Regions from separate parts of the Danio rerio genome. Here region 2 is linked to region 1. The links are chromatin contacts, called in public HiCAR-type maps. All regions are on one chromosome and are shown on one strand. Each heading gives the region's core, a stretch centred on a gene start, on an enhancer-like site or on the middle of the called end of the contact. The rest is flanking DNA. Distances are from core to core; before and after follow the strand shown.

Region 1 (7,816 bases), core at 1,714-4,213:
AAAGCCAGCCGACTTTTCTGTGTGGAGTTTACACTTTCTCCTTGTGCGGGGGTTCCTCCCACAGTCCAAAAACATGCAACTTAAGCTAATTGACTAAACCAAATCAGCACCATAGACATGCTCCTAGAATGTAGTTATGTCTTAAGAGCAATCCTGTTCATTAGCTACTGCATCAGGGGAGTTCTCTAGTTCTACCTGAGCTCAAACTCCCCTTTCGGCCTGCAAAAGAAGGGAGATCATAAGATCCTCGAGCCTAGGGCTCTCTCCTGTGACAGCATGCCAAACACGCTTTAAAATCAATCTTTAGCTAAGTGTGAACTCTTGGATTCTTGGTTAATGGATAGATTTTTTTCAACTCATTTCTAAATATAATAGTCTTAATAGCTCATTTCTAATAACTGTTTTCTTTTATCTTTGTCATAAAAACATTCAAAATAAGACTTTCTTTGGAAAGTATATAAAATATTATAGTAATACTGTGAAAAAAAATTCACACATGGGACTAATAACTTTGACTTCAACTGTGTCTATACATGGAGTTATTCCTGTGATTTCAAAGATGATGAATATGTAGCATCATCACTTCAGTGTTCAGTAAATTCATATAAATATGCTTATTTGCATCTGCACTCACGTTCCAAACTGTCATATGTGCTTGAACTGCTTGCCTAGGCTTTGGATTAAAGGTAAGCATCTTATAAATAATGTTAACTTGCACAGACTAATCATTTCACTTCAATAAACCTCAGAGCATTATCAGGAGTCAAGGCATTCATTTTGCTTTCGGTAGCAGGAGACATTTGTATTCAATAGATCACAACAAACAACAGTTTCTGCAAGAAAAAACTCGTTATCTGCGTAAAACTTTCTTTAATTAACGCTTGGCATTTCATCAGCGGCTGTTTGCTGAAAGTCCCTGTTAATCTTAGTGTTTCTGTGACCACAGTTACAGAGTCAGTGAGTTGTGAACAAATCAGGCAATTTGTAAAAGGGATCAACTGGCTTCAACTCACCGACTCAGTGATCATGCCTAAGTGCTTCTGAGGTTAACAGCTCACTACAGGGTACAATTATCAGCAAAACAACTTGTGAATATGGATAAAGGCATTTATGTTCCATGAGGGTGAAAAAGTGTAAAGGCCTAAAATTCCATGAGGGTGAGGAAATAATTTAACATTTAATTTTTGGGTGGATTGTTCCTTTAGGTTATGAATGATAATCAATTTTAAAAAATCAATTTTTGTTTCACTGCAAAGTTTCTTTTTTTCCAATAGAAATCAAATAGATCCGATCAAAGAGATCAACTAAACAAAAAATAAGAAAAACATCAGTGTGATTTACTGTAACATCATGACAGAAACTTACAATGAAAACATGACTATGCAGGGTCATGACAAAACAATTCATTATGTATATTCATTATAAAAAGCATTAACTTAACGAATGTGCTCTGAAAAAAACCCAGGAGACCCAGAGAAAATTCCCAATTTCTGTATGTACTGAATTTACTAAGTATATGCTTGAGTAATATTTGCTTTATCCTAAGGTCAGAAAACATTTCCTTCAGATGTATAAAAATATATTTTTTAATTTGATCTTTTTTTTTTTTTTTAGAGAATGACAGTTGTTCAAAGTAACAAATGTTTTAATTTTAATTTTATTTGCTGTGCAGTTATTTCACCAAATGCTGCTTTCCTAACTTTCTGTAGGAAAACATTGGTATTGTTTTGTCTAAAAGTGAACGTCTGAAAACATGGTGCCTTTTTGTCACTTCATTGCAAACATGCTCTGGATGACGAAACATTTTTTAAACATGCAAAAAATCTCATCAATAGCTTACAGAAGAAAACTAAAAATACTTTTACACAACCATAAATTGTAAATTCAGAAAAACTTTGAAATTTTTAGTGGAATTCTATTTTTTCCTCAGTATTTCTCTCATACCAGTGAATGTTTTTCATATGAAATACATTATAAACAAAATTCAGGGTATCTGCAGGTTTCATCAAGTTAAATTTAAGACATTTTAAAGACAATTATGAATGAAATGTTTAATTTATACAGGCTAAATTTTAAGTATTTTTTATCAAAAATGATTAAAATTTGATATATTTAATAATACAATAATAATTTAGTTTGAATATTTTTTTTAATTAATTTTCAAATATATCCATTCACAAACCCTATAACCCTTACCAAGAATAGAACAAAACACATAGCTGTCAATTACTTCAGTAATAATAATTTAATAATAAACAATATACAGGTCAGGTCAGTTTCCTCAGCAGTAAATAAAGTGAGAACTTTTTAACTGCAAGAAAAGTAACTAAAGACTGTTTTTAAATAAAAAGTTAGAAGTGTTATTAAGATGGATTGTTGGTGATTGTATGGGTGTTAATAGCCAAATTGGGTAGCTCATGAACAAAGGACAATTGAAACCTGTTAAATTTCTTTTAAACCTACAACACAACATACCAGTGGATTTAGGACATTTTCAGGCCTAAAAATTAGTTAAATAATAAAAAAACTATTAAAAATAAACTTAACAGACTGAACGTGAATCTGTTTAAATGTTTATATTCCAATAACTTTTTAAAGTAATTTTTAAAGCAATGAAGCAGTACAACCAAAGGTTGATACATTTTCTCTCAACTAAACATTCAGAACATTTTCCACAGAACACATTTTGCAACAAAGGCATACATAAACAAAAAAAGCTAAATAGCAAGTACACTTAAAACTAGATTTACAGAATGACAGTTATTTATTAATCAAGCAGTAAACAATGAAGTCTTGAACGCATATTGTAAAAGTAGTACACACAAGTATATGTACATCAAACATGGTGCTTGAACAAGACACATTCATCTTACATTCCTTATTTTAGCGGAATATATGTAGCACAGCTATGCATTTCCAAAGCACGGGTAAATAGTTTGGGAGGGGTGGGGGGTGGGAAATGCCACCCAACAAGCTCAGAGGAAGCAGTTGAGCTTCCAGGCCTCACACAGAGATGTAGGGCCACCCACTCACAGGCCGATTTAGTTTATTTTCATCCTTTGAGGTAAACTGTTCAGTGTGAACTGTTTATTAGGCCTTTGATTTGTCATGTGTCAGCTTGTGCTCGCAGGGCAAGTGTATACACTGGTTGTGGCTTGTATATAGAAGCGGTTTGGAGGTCAAGGCTGGTGCGGGGGGTGATGGGAAGGGTGGGTGGTATGAGGCAGTACTCGAACCATCTTTCATTTTGGCATCATCATGATAAAAATGAATTTTTTTCTATATCAAGGTGAGACTTGAAATGAATCCAAATGCAAATAGGTGAACTGGGAGAGTTGATGAAGACGGCTTTGAAAAAACCAGGACACAACGTTCAAAATGTGACTTACAAAAGATCCAAAATGAAGGCTCCTTTATTCAGTACACAAAAACAATTAAAACGGACAAACAGTACAAAAAACAAACAAACATCTTTTGATATCTCTTGTAGCCAGATAGTAAATAGGATTATTAAAGGAACGAAATTGAAGTTTCATTAGCTTTTGTGAGAGGTATCGTTGCCGCTGAATCTCATCTTAGATTAGTTTGGTGACATTCTGACCCTCTGTTCTGCTTCAATAGCTGATCTCAAAGCCTGGTAAGACTCTATAACAAGAAGAAAAAACAATTTCAATGCTCAGCAGGAAATGGCCAGCTTTTCTCAACACCCTCTCAAATCACACAGTTTGTGTCATTGCGACGTGTGTTGAAACTCAAACAAGTTATTATATAAACCAAAAGTGTAGAAGGATAGAATAGAATGATGTTAAGGTAACTATATGGTGTTACACATGCTGGATTAAGTTTAGTTTATTTGTTTACAGGGTCAATGCAAATTAATAGACATTTTTCATCTGTGGACCCCTTACAGAATATTAAAAAGTCACACCTAAAATAGAAGCACAGTAGAATACTATCAAATATAAAATACAATAAAAAAAGCAAAACTAAAACTGATTGATGGCAGCAGAAGGGGACAAAAAAAGCCAAAGACAAACAGTATAAATAAGTGTCAAAAATACAGTACTAATGCTGACAATGCTGATTTGTCAATGACCAATTTTTAACATGAAACTGAAAAGACCGAAAAGTAAGTGATCTTCTAATTGTTGGTGGTAGGATTGCACGGTTTACCAGTACTATGGTAGTATCATGACATTATGGCTCCAAAATACTAATGGTGCCACTGTAGTTTGTAAACAGTAATATCGTCATCCACAGTCTATACCTAACGTTGCACATGGAAAAGTCACTAAAATGCTTGCACGTTTGTGAAACAAACTATTTTTTTATAGTCTCTGGAGCCCTTTAAGGTTGCAAAACTGTAGAATTCACACCTTTTTTGGTAGCCTATTGCACATTTTCTGACGCTTCAGTTCAAATCTGAAATCAGTAAAATTTTTTCCTGTCAATATGGTTTAGTAGCTACAACAACCGCAACAAACTTTTAAAAAGAACGACTCAAAGTGAAATTTTAAATGACTTTTGAAAAACCCCAAAATAGCAACAGGAAACGTTGAAAAACATTTGACTACTTCACATAGCCTATTTTTTATTTTTTTGGGAGAAATGCTTTAACTAATTTAATTTGCTATAATTTGTATCTTTATTTGAATGTGTATTTTGCTGGTCAGTTATCTACAAAATAAACAAAATAAACTAATACTTTTTAGATAAAGTGACATTTTTCATTAATATAGGAATTATGAAATCAATTTAAGTAGGCCTATTTAACATTTTAAAATATAGTATTTCTGACAATTTTCTTTATTTAATAGATTTAAGTTACAGTATCGCAATACTATTTGGTATCACTATACTTCAGCTGGTATAGTATCGAAACATTTTTGGGTATCGTATCGACAACCCTAGTTGATTGGATTGAATTCCAATCCCAAGCAGCTTTCACTGAAATCACAGACAAACTGAATTAACTTTTTTGGGGGAATAATACAATCCTCTCTTTCACCACCCCTAGTAGTTCAGTGAGGAGTTCTAACTTTCCTTGATTTAGTGGTAAAGTCAGATTATGTAAAGTCTTAAACAGTAAACATGTGCATATTTAATTAGGTTTTCACCAACTAAGCAAGTTGTATTTCTTTAATATTGAATAATGGTAAAATTGAATTGATTTCTTATCAAGGGTTTTTAAAGATTTTTACTATGATTCAAGTGGCTTTAAATTAGTAATGCTAGCTTGGGACCAAGTGGTGAAACAATAAGTGATATGAGAAATGATCATTGAGTGTAAATAGATTAGGGCAACCTCACATAATAAATAAATCTAAAATTTGCAAAACTGAATCTTATCCGGCAACATACCTTTTTAACCTGTGACCTGAATGATAGTTTTGAATCTACCAAAACACCAATGTACTTGTACTCAGATACAACTTGTAATCTTTTCCCTGATACAAATACATCTGGTACTAAACTTAACCTATCATTCTTAGAAAATACACACTGTTTTAGTAATGTTTAACTGTAAACAGCATTGTTCTAACCAGGCTGAAAGATGTACCAGCGCATGCTCTGGGGACATCATAACATACATTTTTGTTGAGTATTCATATACACATTCAAAAGTATGGAAGGGAATATAAAAGTCTAATAAACTGATCACATGAAATAAGAGTTTTTGTGATTATACCTTTTTTTAAATGAGAAAAATTTGACACTGTATTTTCATTTACTGTTTTAGTTTTGAATATGTACAATGAGTGAAATTCAACACCTTTTTACATTAAGACCTTATTATATTTTTTATAGTTTTCACCTTTAATTGAGAAAGGATAGCGGAGGTTACAGAAAGGAAAGTATTGGGAGCAGAGACAGGAGAAGGGTCAGCAAAATACCTGGAGACGGGAATCGAACTCAATATGTCAGCGTGCTTAACCACTAGGCCAGGGGTGTCAAACTCAATTCCTGGAGGGCCGAAGCCCTGCACAGTTTAGTTCCAACCCTGCTCCGACACACTTACCTGTAGGTTTCAAACAAGCCTGAAGGACTCAATTAGTTTGATCAGGTGTGTTTAATTAGGGTTGGAACTAAACTGTGCAGAGCTGCAGCCCTTTTGGAACCGAGTTTGACACCTGTGCACTAGGCTATTAGTGCTGACCATTTTAAAACCTAATAACTACTTTAGGTTTCAACCGGAAAAACTGGCGAGATTTTAACTTACAGTATATTTACTAAATATTAATGTACCAAAGCTTAAACATTCATTTACTGAATAAAAATCTATTAAATCGAGCTAATTTAGTAGGTTGGTGCCTATAGAACTGCAGAAATAGTGGTGTCGACTTGGTTACTGCAGTAAACAAAACAGCACAAGGTCAAATCTAGCAGGATTTTATTGCTTTCATAAACTACACAGCATCCTGATATTCGCAGATTTAATTCACTTTAGCATGCAACCATACACTGAACAATTAAAAATTATATAAAAATCAATACCTTGCAAAAAAGCATTTAAGACTTTAATACTTTAAGGACCTTAAATTTCTCTGAATTGATTTAATCTTTAATCAAGCTTTAACAATTTCTAAGATCCCGCGGACACCCTGTAACGTATATTTAAAAAAAAAAAAAAAAAATTTGTGAGATAACATGAGATTGTGTGATCCAGAAGTGTATAAAAAGAGCAACATGCTGTGATGAAGACTGTCTGATGAAGAACCTGTGCTCAAAACATTACACGCTTTGTGGTAGTCTTTTTAAATTAAAATTTTTTTTTTTCTGGAGCTTTGCCGTTGCTGACTTTTTGATTGGCTGATCCACCCATTAAGATTGATGTGAGGCTTTTGTGCAGTTTTTACCAATTAGACTTTCTAAATGCCCCCCCAAAATATATAAATAAATAAATAAATAAATATATTAATAATATTATTTTTGTATATCTGTAAATCATAATATAAATGTATAACTGTATATGCAAAAAATAAATAAATAAATAAAAAAAATAAAAATATGTATAAAGTATAACAAAGGTATAACATTTTATACATTAAAATACACATATGAAATATTAATCTTTGACCCATGTCCATTTATGAACAAAAATGTAGTACCTTGCAGCTTCCTCATGAATGAGTCAATGTTTGATAAATTTGCTACTATGTCAAACGATGGAAGCTCCATAGATTTGGCAACCTCACTGCAACCCTGAAAAAAGAAGGATAAAAGAAAATAAACACAAATCCTCTAATCCCTCTGACTTGAAGCTGTTGAAATGCATGCCTGGATAAACGCATTCAAGGGTAAACAAACAACAAAGCTATGTTTTGTAACTTCCTTGCTATGAGGAGCTTTTTGAGTGATAGAGAGTTTTAAAACAACGCCGCCCCACTCTGTCTTGAGGTTTGTTGTGTAAACACACCTGTTCAAATCAAAAAGCTACAAACCTTCAATTCTTCATAAAACCTCTCTTCCATCTCAGACACTCGGGATATAGCCTCAAACTCTGGCAGGACAGTCTCCTAAAAAAACATCACATTTTATCCCAAATTTCTTGCTTTACTTAAAACTGAAATGTACCCATGTATATTGAAAATGTAATATTTAATGTTTATTTTCATTTAAAATAACATTAAATAACACAATTTAATAATTTTTTTTTTTACAACAAATGTGGTATAATACAGGGATTGCTGGTTTCACAAAATCAAATTTAAGACCTTTTTAAGACCATGAAGAATGAAATTTCAGACTTATATAGGGCTAAACGTTAATGATTTCTTAAATGGCCCTTACGAAAAAAAATGTACTTGTCCAAAAC
Region 2 (7,816 bases), core at 2,368-4,867, 160 kb before region 1:
AAGAAAACAAAACAAAAAATCTATATTCCTATAAATAAAAATTTTTAAAAACATTGTCATGCATATTACCCCAAGTGTTTGGGGTTACCACCAGTGTAACTCCAGTTACTTTTTAGATTATTAGATTGCTTTTAAAAAATTATTTGGTACATTAAAATTAGAGTAATTATATTGAATCACACTCAATAAGAGAATGAGCTCCCCGCAGAAACAGACAGAAACCAAGATAGAAGCCATACATTTCTGTGATAGAATATTCTCATTATTTTAAACACAAGAAAGAAAAGGGCATTGTCTCACTGGACAGTGATTTTACTGAACTAATATGACAAAATTACCAAAGTAGCAAACACATTACTTTCAACTTTCATTAATTTTTATATACGGCATGTATAGCATCAGGATGTTCTCAGAAGGTGCAGAGCTCCTCAATATTAAAAAAAGAAAGAAAAAAAATACCTTGCAAGTTCTGAAAGAGATCAAGCCTCAGGCAGGTATGAAAAAGTAACTAAAAATCAAGTAATGTGTTGGTGCCAATAGTCTAGTGGTAAAGTATGCTGACATATAGCACCATGGTGACCCGAGTTCAATTCCCGATTTAAGGTCCTTTGCTGATCCTTCCCCTCTCTGTACGTTCACACTGAAAGTGGCGAGAGCATCAAAGTAGCCGGAAGTCATTCATTTTTAATGAGAGCCGGCGGCAAAGATTAACGTGGCGCGTCTTCAATGAGAGTTGAAAGTCAACTTTATGGTAACGAGCTATGACTTGGTTTGGTGGCGAGCAATCAGAATGAAGAAGTCCACTGCTTGAGAGGAGTCCAGACAACACAGTCACTGTGAACTTTGGGTCCGATCACAGTTGTTCCCAAGGGTTTGATTATTGCGGTCGCTGGATTTCCAATTGTTTGCAATGTTTTCTGTTTTCTTACAGGCACATGCATTATAAAAGTTACTTGCGAGGTACTACTGTGCACTAATGTTACATATTTATATATTTTTTTTAAAAAGTGGGAATCTCATGCGGCAATACAAAACAGTACTGCTGCTTCAGGATATTTCAGACATATTGGATAATTAAGTGGAGTAAAGCTACATCACATGCAACCTGATCTCCCATTGTTAAATGAATTTGATAAAAAGTGTGCAACATTTCTGTCTGAAATCTCCACTGTCCTGTTTCATACTGAAGACTAAAACCCCTAAAAATAGTATTGTAACGCATTACTTTCCATCAAAAGTAACTAAGGAACGCAATTGGTAACTTTTTTTGGGGAGTAACTCAGTATTGTCATGCATTACTTTCAAAAGTAACTTTTCCCAACACTGATTACCACTAGCCTATTAGCTGTACAAACAACTGCAAGGACAACGAACTCACATTTTAATTTAAAGTGTAGTAAATAAGATATTAATTATAGAAAATGTAATATTACAAAATACAAGTAAAAGTCAAGAAATTAAATCATGTGCCAACACAACTGAACTGGTAGAGATTTTATGTTTTCTATTTCACTGATTATGTGACAAGACCTTTGATTCTTTGTGTTTTACGGTAATGTTATTCATTTTAAAATTGATTTTCATTCATTCATTCATTTTGTTTTTGGCTTAGTCTCTTTATTATTCTGAAATCGCCTGCAGCGGAATGAAGTCAATGAACAGAATTATTAGCCCCCCTTTAAACTTTTTTTTTCTTTTTAAATATTTCCCAAATTATATTTAACGGAGCAAGGACATTTCCACAGTATGTCTGATAATATTTTTTTTTATGGAGAAAGTCTTTTTTATTTTATTTCGGCAAAAATAAAAGCAGTCTTCAATTTTTTAAAAACCATTTTAAGGACAAAATTATTAGCCCCTTTAAGCAATTTTTTTATTTGATAGTCTACAGAACAAACCATCGTTATACAATAACTTGTCTAATTACCCTAACCTGCCTAGTTAACCTGATGAACCTAGTTAAGCCTTTAAATGTCACTTTAAGCTGTATAGAAATCTTGAAAAATATCTAGTCAAATATTATTAACTGTCATCATAGCAAAGATAAAATAAATCAGTTGTTAGAAATGAGTTATTAAAACTATTCTGTTTAGAAATGTGTTGGAAAAAAAATCTTCTCTCCGTTAAACATAAATTGGGGAAAAATGGGCGAATAATTCAGGGAGGTTAATAATTCTGACTTCAACTGTATCTGTTAGTTTTTTGGAGAATACACTGTTTGCTGCGCATGTCTGTCTGTCTTTAAGGTGTGTATTTTACTGACAAAGACATTCTATGAGTCTACATTCCTCGACTGTTTATTGGAATGCTTTCAGACAGGTTTACAAGTGTTTCTCTCTCCCTCTCACAGCTTCTCCCCCTCCCCTCTCCTGCAGTCTCTCTCTTTCTCTCCCCTGTTTCTGTTCACTGGCATGTTTTATTATATCTTTTGTAGAGTGTTTTACTTTGTGCATTGGTGGCCCCCAAGTTGAACCATAGGAGGCAGTGCTTTCGGAGCCTGATGTGGGGGGAAACAACACCACTAATAGAGGTAAACAAGACCTTCTCAATAGACACTGATTAATCAGCCTGAACTGCGCAAATACCATAAACGACCAGAGATCTTGCTGCTGTGTCTGAACTTTGAAATGTAATAATGTATAATAGAATAGAATATACAATATAATATTATAATATTATAATAAAATACATTATGCAATTAGTTTATTTCAGCAATATCAATGTTTAAATATTAATCAAATTCATGTAAAAGAAATTATTACAACTTACAGTAAATATTTTTAAAGTAAAATTTTAAAAAGAATATTGCTAATTCAATATATTAATAACTTCTACAATATAAATAACATAAAAATATGTTAAAGTTAATTATAAAGGCTTTTGAACATACACATTATGATATTTATGATGTGATATTATGATAAGAATATGATATACAATAATATGCAACTTACAATAACACAATTGATTTCAATACAGGATATCTGGAATGCTTTGTGCAGCTTCATAACATCATTTAGGATGATGCAATAGTCTTCATCCCCTATAGCTTAAATATCCAGACGCCAGATTCTAACTGCTGTATTTCAATCCTGAGGAGTGAAGAAACCAGAAACGATGCGCGAACCTGGGTGGATCAAACAAGCAGTGAAACCAATCACAGCAGTGACATCACTTCAGCTTTTGTCCACGCTGTTTTGTCCAACAACCGCACACATAAAACATGTGTCACTCTACATGGGCAAAACACTGGATGTCAAGCACATCAGAAACAGTGCTCCCGGCCGCTCTGAGATTGATATCACAGGGTCTGTTTCTCCCCAAAAAATGTGTCCCCCTCCCTCCTTTCCCCCCCTCCTGGGAAAACAGCGACAACAAATTAGCCTTCTTTTATGTCAGAGCCTAAGGACGACACTTGGACAGCCCTGAGATTGTCCGCCCGAGTTCCCATGAACCTCACTAACCTTCTCTTTCAGTGCAGAAGGAAGCGGCCATTGTGCCAGCACCTGTTTCTGTGGAAATTGGTGAAATGATGGCTTTGTTAGGCATTGCCCAGGCAACCAGGAGAAAAGAGCATGAGGGTGAGCGGGACGAGGAGAAGGAGGAGGAGGTTTGGGTGGGGGAGGGGCCACTGGACCTGACTGGAGGGCCACTCTTGAGGAAACGCAGGACCCCAGTTACAATTAGGCTAAGGATGTAGTCTTACCAGGTTGTTTCACTGTATACTATGTTGGGTGGTGTAAAAACTATAGAAATTGTGGTAATAATTTTGTAAAAACAATATATATACACTAAAACAAAAATTTGCTGAATTTCACACAATTCCTAGATGTTGTCCCAACACAAATCAGTTAAGCTAACCTAATTGTTTTTACAAAATTGTGTGCATTGAACATAAAAAAAACAAAGTTGTCCTCAAAAACTCATCAATAGTGTTGATTCAGCTCATTTTAAATTAGTTTGAAAAAGCAGCAATAAGTGTGATATAACTGATATAATATTATATTAATTTAATTAAAGAAATATCATAATTAATGATCGGCGACACAATGGCTCAGTGGTTAGCACTGTTGCCTCACAGCAAGAAGATCGCTGGTTCGGATGGGAAGATTTCCTCAAGAGTCCAAAGACATGCTGTACAGGTGAACTGGGTTACCTCAATTGGACCTGTGTGTGTGTGTGTGTGTGTGTGTGTGTGTGTGTGTGTGTGTGTGTGTGTGTGTGTGTGTGTGTGTGTGTGTGTGTGTGTGTGTGTGTGTGTGTGTGTGTGTGTGTGAATGAGTGGGTATGGATGTTTCCTTTAGGCTACTGGGTTGCAGCTGCAAGGGCATCTGTTGCGTAAAACATATGTTTGATAAATTGGCGATTCATTCTGCTGTGGCGACCGCTGATGAATAAAGAGACTAAGCCGAAGGAAAATAAATGATTGAATATAATTCTCATTTATTCATTAATTTAATTTAAAATTTTACTATTTAATTGATATTTCAATCATTCATTTTCTTTTCAGCTCAGTACTTTTTATTAATCAGGGGTCACCACAGCAGAATGAACCACCAACCGCCATATATATATATATATATATATATACATATATATATATATATATATATATATATAAATTGTATTGTTTTATTATCATTGTCATCATTAATTTAATATATTTTAATTAATAAATAAATTTATTTAATTATTTTTATAAAGATGCATTTAATTTAATAAAAGTGACAAACATTACACATAAACTTGCTGTTCTTTTGAATTTAATTAAGCAAGGAACACCGAAGAAATGTGGCAGAATAAGATGAACTAAAGATCAGCATTTTTAAAATGAAAGATCATGTGACACTGAAAAGTGCATACTGGTTTTATTATTGTTAGGAAAAGATGTAGAACTCTAGTATGCTTTTTCAATTTTTCTTACATGTCACTTTTAATGCAACAAAAGAACTTACTCTTAGCTGCCTTCACAACTGCTAAGAAAATGTTGGTCTGCCGCTGGATCCCTCCTCATATTATGAGATGTCAATGGGGCCTGTCTTTGCTGGACATTAATTGTATGGAACTTTCAACAGGGCGCATACATGGAGCTGTTGAAAGTCCTGGATTTTAGCTTTTGATATTGTCAAATCTTTTGTTTCTACCTTCTAATGTACAGCTTTTTTGTTTATATATACTTTATGTATCTCATGATGTAATATTTATTTATTTATCCTTATCTAACTACTACTTTGTATTTGGCTTAAAATTAATCTTTTTTTTTTACACAGCAATCTTTTAGCTTCTGTTATTATAGAACTAGTCTATCTGGGTAGGGGTGGGGATTTTGGGTTGTTTTATGATATAGTCATATGCTGAATGCTTTCTATATTAAACAAAAACTGAAATAATAAAAACAATTGTTCACAAAAAAAGTGCATTCTGATGCTGAAAATTTTGCCTAACAAGAATAAAGAATACATTTTAAAAAATAACAAATTAAAATAATATATCAATTGTAATAATATTTTAAAATATTTATCTTTTGAGGGCATTCATTCATTCATTCATTTTCTTTTCACCTTAGTCCCTTTATTAATCCAGGGTTGCCACAGCAAAATGAACTGGCAACTTATCCAGCATATGTTTCATGCAGCGGATACCCTTCCAGCTGCAACCCATTACTGTGAAACATCCACACACTCATTCACACATACACTACAGCCATTTTAGTTTATTCAATTCAACTATAGAGCATGTCTCCACACAGAAATGCCAACTGACCCAGCCGGGGCTCGAACCAGTGACCTTCTTGCCGTGAAGCAATCATGCTCCCCACTGCACCAACGTGACACACCTTTTTAGTGTATTTTTGATTAAATAAATATAGTCCTGTTGACCACTTCTTTCCAAAGCATCGAACAATCATATTGACTTCAAACAATTTACAAGTAACTGTTATGAAGAATTTGAATTAATATACTTTAATATTACTGTATTGTACATTACTACATATTAGATCACAGTTGAAGTATGTTACAATTCTGTCAACACCGGCTATTAAAAGTCTTCAGAATTACTATAAGACTACAGGCAGGTGAGTTTAATCAGAACTGGAGCTATACTCTTCAGGGCAGTGGACCTCCAGGTTCTCCATCCCTGCTTTAGATCATAAAAGTCAGTGCACCATGTGACTGGAGCTTTTGAAGCTATCGCCCGAGTCTCCCAGCAGAGGGCAATCATTTACAGTATCAGGAGTCACAGTGCTGAATGGTGCAACAACTGCTGCAAATCAAGATTTCACTGACATCAAATCAGACCCCTAAGTTAATATGTAAATTACAGATGAGATCAGCCTCAAAGCTGCTTCAGTGTCTATAAAATCATAAACTAAATATATATTCTGTATGACAACCTTAAGTACACCTTCTTTGTTCTGGGTTGAATCCCAGAACAGCCTTAATTCTTCATAGGCAGGCCCGGATTGGCCAATCGGGAGGACTGGGAGAGTTCCCGGTGGGCCGGTCCGCTTCTTGACCGCGAAGGCCGGTGTTTCTAGCTGCTTGCACTCTCAGCAGTCACACTTTTTTTTTCATTTATTTATTTATTTGACCATAGTCTCACTCTTTTTATTCATCAGCTCCGCTCTTCTTATTTATTGTCTCGCAGCCCCATGAGCAAAATGCAGCCTGCAAGGTATAGATGATGTAAATATCATTCCGGCAACATAGGCGTATCAACGTCATTGTGGTCCAGTGGTCAGCACGTTGCGTTACGATGTGTTCGATCCTCACCTGAGTAATTTTTTTTTATTATTATTATTTTTATTGTTAAGACATATAAAACTGTAAGGTTGTTCAACATTTTAAGTTCTAAAGCAGCTGTTTTCTAGAAAAAGATGTGATAGTGTAATTAGAAACTTAATTGGAAATGACCTTATTTTAATAGTCAGTTGTGAACTGAGGTGGGCCGGACTAAAATGCTTGAAACTCCAGGGCTGAAAAGGAGTCCCACTCCGGCACTGTTTATAGGTGTTGGATGTAATTATTTACAAAGTGTCTAGTTACTGTAATTAAATTAGTTTTCTGCTAAAAAAGGATATATTTGGAAGGGATTAGATAGGTTTTTTATTTGATTTGATTACTTATAGGTATTTATAATGCTTGACTTGACTACTGTACAATAATTAAACAGTTTTATTTAATTCAGAAAAGAAGAGAAAGTGTATTTTAGTAAACAAATATTTTGCTAAATAATTCTATTTTTCAAATAAAGAAAGTTACATTGGATTCATACACAAAGATTGATGTAATTGGACATGCTGTGTCATACAGTGTAACAAGACTGTCACACTCAAATGATGCTCATTTGTTAACAAGGCACCCCGAGCCAGCAACCAAACCATTGACACTAGCCAGGATGAATCTATCTTCTCATTTTCAATTCCATTAAAATGTTGCAGCAAGACTCAAGAATCACCAGACAAGGCAAACTTTCTCCAATCTTCTGTTTTGGCGAGGCTGTGTGAACTGTAGCCTTAGTTTGTTTACTTCTAAAGTGCTTTTACAATATAAATTATGTCAAAGCAGCTTTACATGAGCTTGAGATCAGGAAAAGAATACAAAAGCTGTACTATTTCCGATTGCTGAACATTTTGGCACATCAGGCAGGAAATAGAGTACTAGTAGAATGCTGGTGTACTTCTAGTTAGATTAAAACTGCAGTTCAGTTGAATACAAATGTCGCTGTTGAGGACGATGTGCTGAAGAGCAGCTCCGCTGACCTCAAGCAGGCCAGAGTTGACAGTGACAAGGAACAAAAACTCCACCAACTGACC

The links. HiCAR-type assays count read pairs that join an accessible place to other places.
Region 2: a contact with region 1 is called in a HiCAR-type map of caudal fin, with 6 times the contacts expected there. The contact joins two enhancer-like sites. A contact is called at or near these places in 3 of 18 Hi-C or Micro-C datasets (embryo and hematopoietic stem cells) and 1 of 4 datasets of contacts at active chromatin or transcription factors (caudal fin).

The regions. Positions count from the first base shown.
Region 1 is chr2:36,918,383-36,926,198 of GRCz12tu, reverse strand. kif2c (kinesin family member 2C) reads right to left here. Exons shown (of 21, transcript NM_001114593.1): 19 at 7,443-7,517; 20 at 7,110-7,203; 21 at 3,382-3,645. The coding sequence ends at 3,581. Among named protein-coding and RNA genes, the nearest start is that of kif2c, 23 kb to the right of the region's middle. Within about 2 kb of position 2,963, at least 5 of the 62 cell types and tissues checked have an H3K27ac peak or open chromatin away from gene starts, as enhancers often do.
Region 2 is chr2:37,075,577-37,083,392 of GRCz12tu, reverse strand. No RefSeq gene overlaps it. Among named protein-coding and RNA genes, the nearest start is that of klhl20, 5.6 kb to the left of the region's middle. Within about 2 kb of position 3,617, at least 23 of the 62 cell types and tissues checked have an H3K27ac peak or open chromatin away from gene starts, as enhancers often do.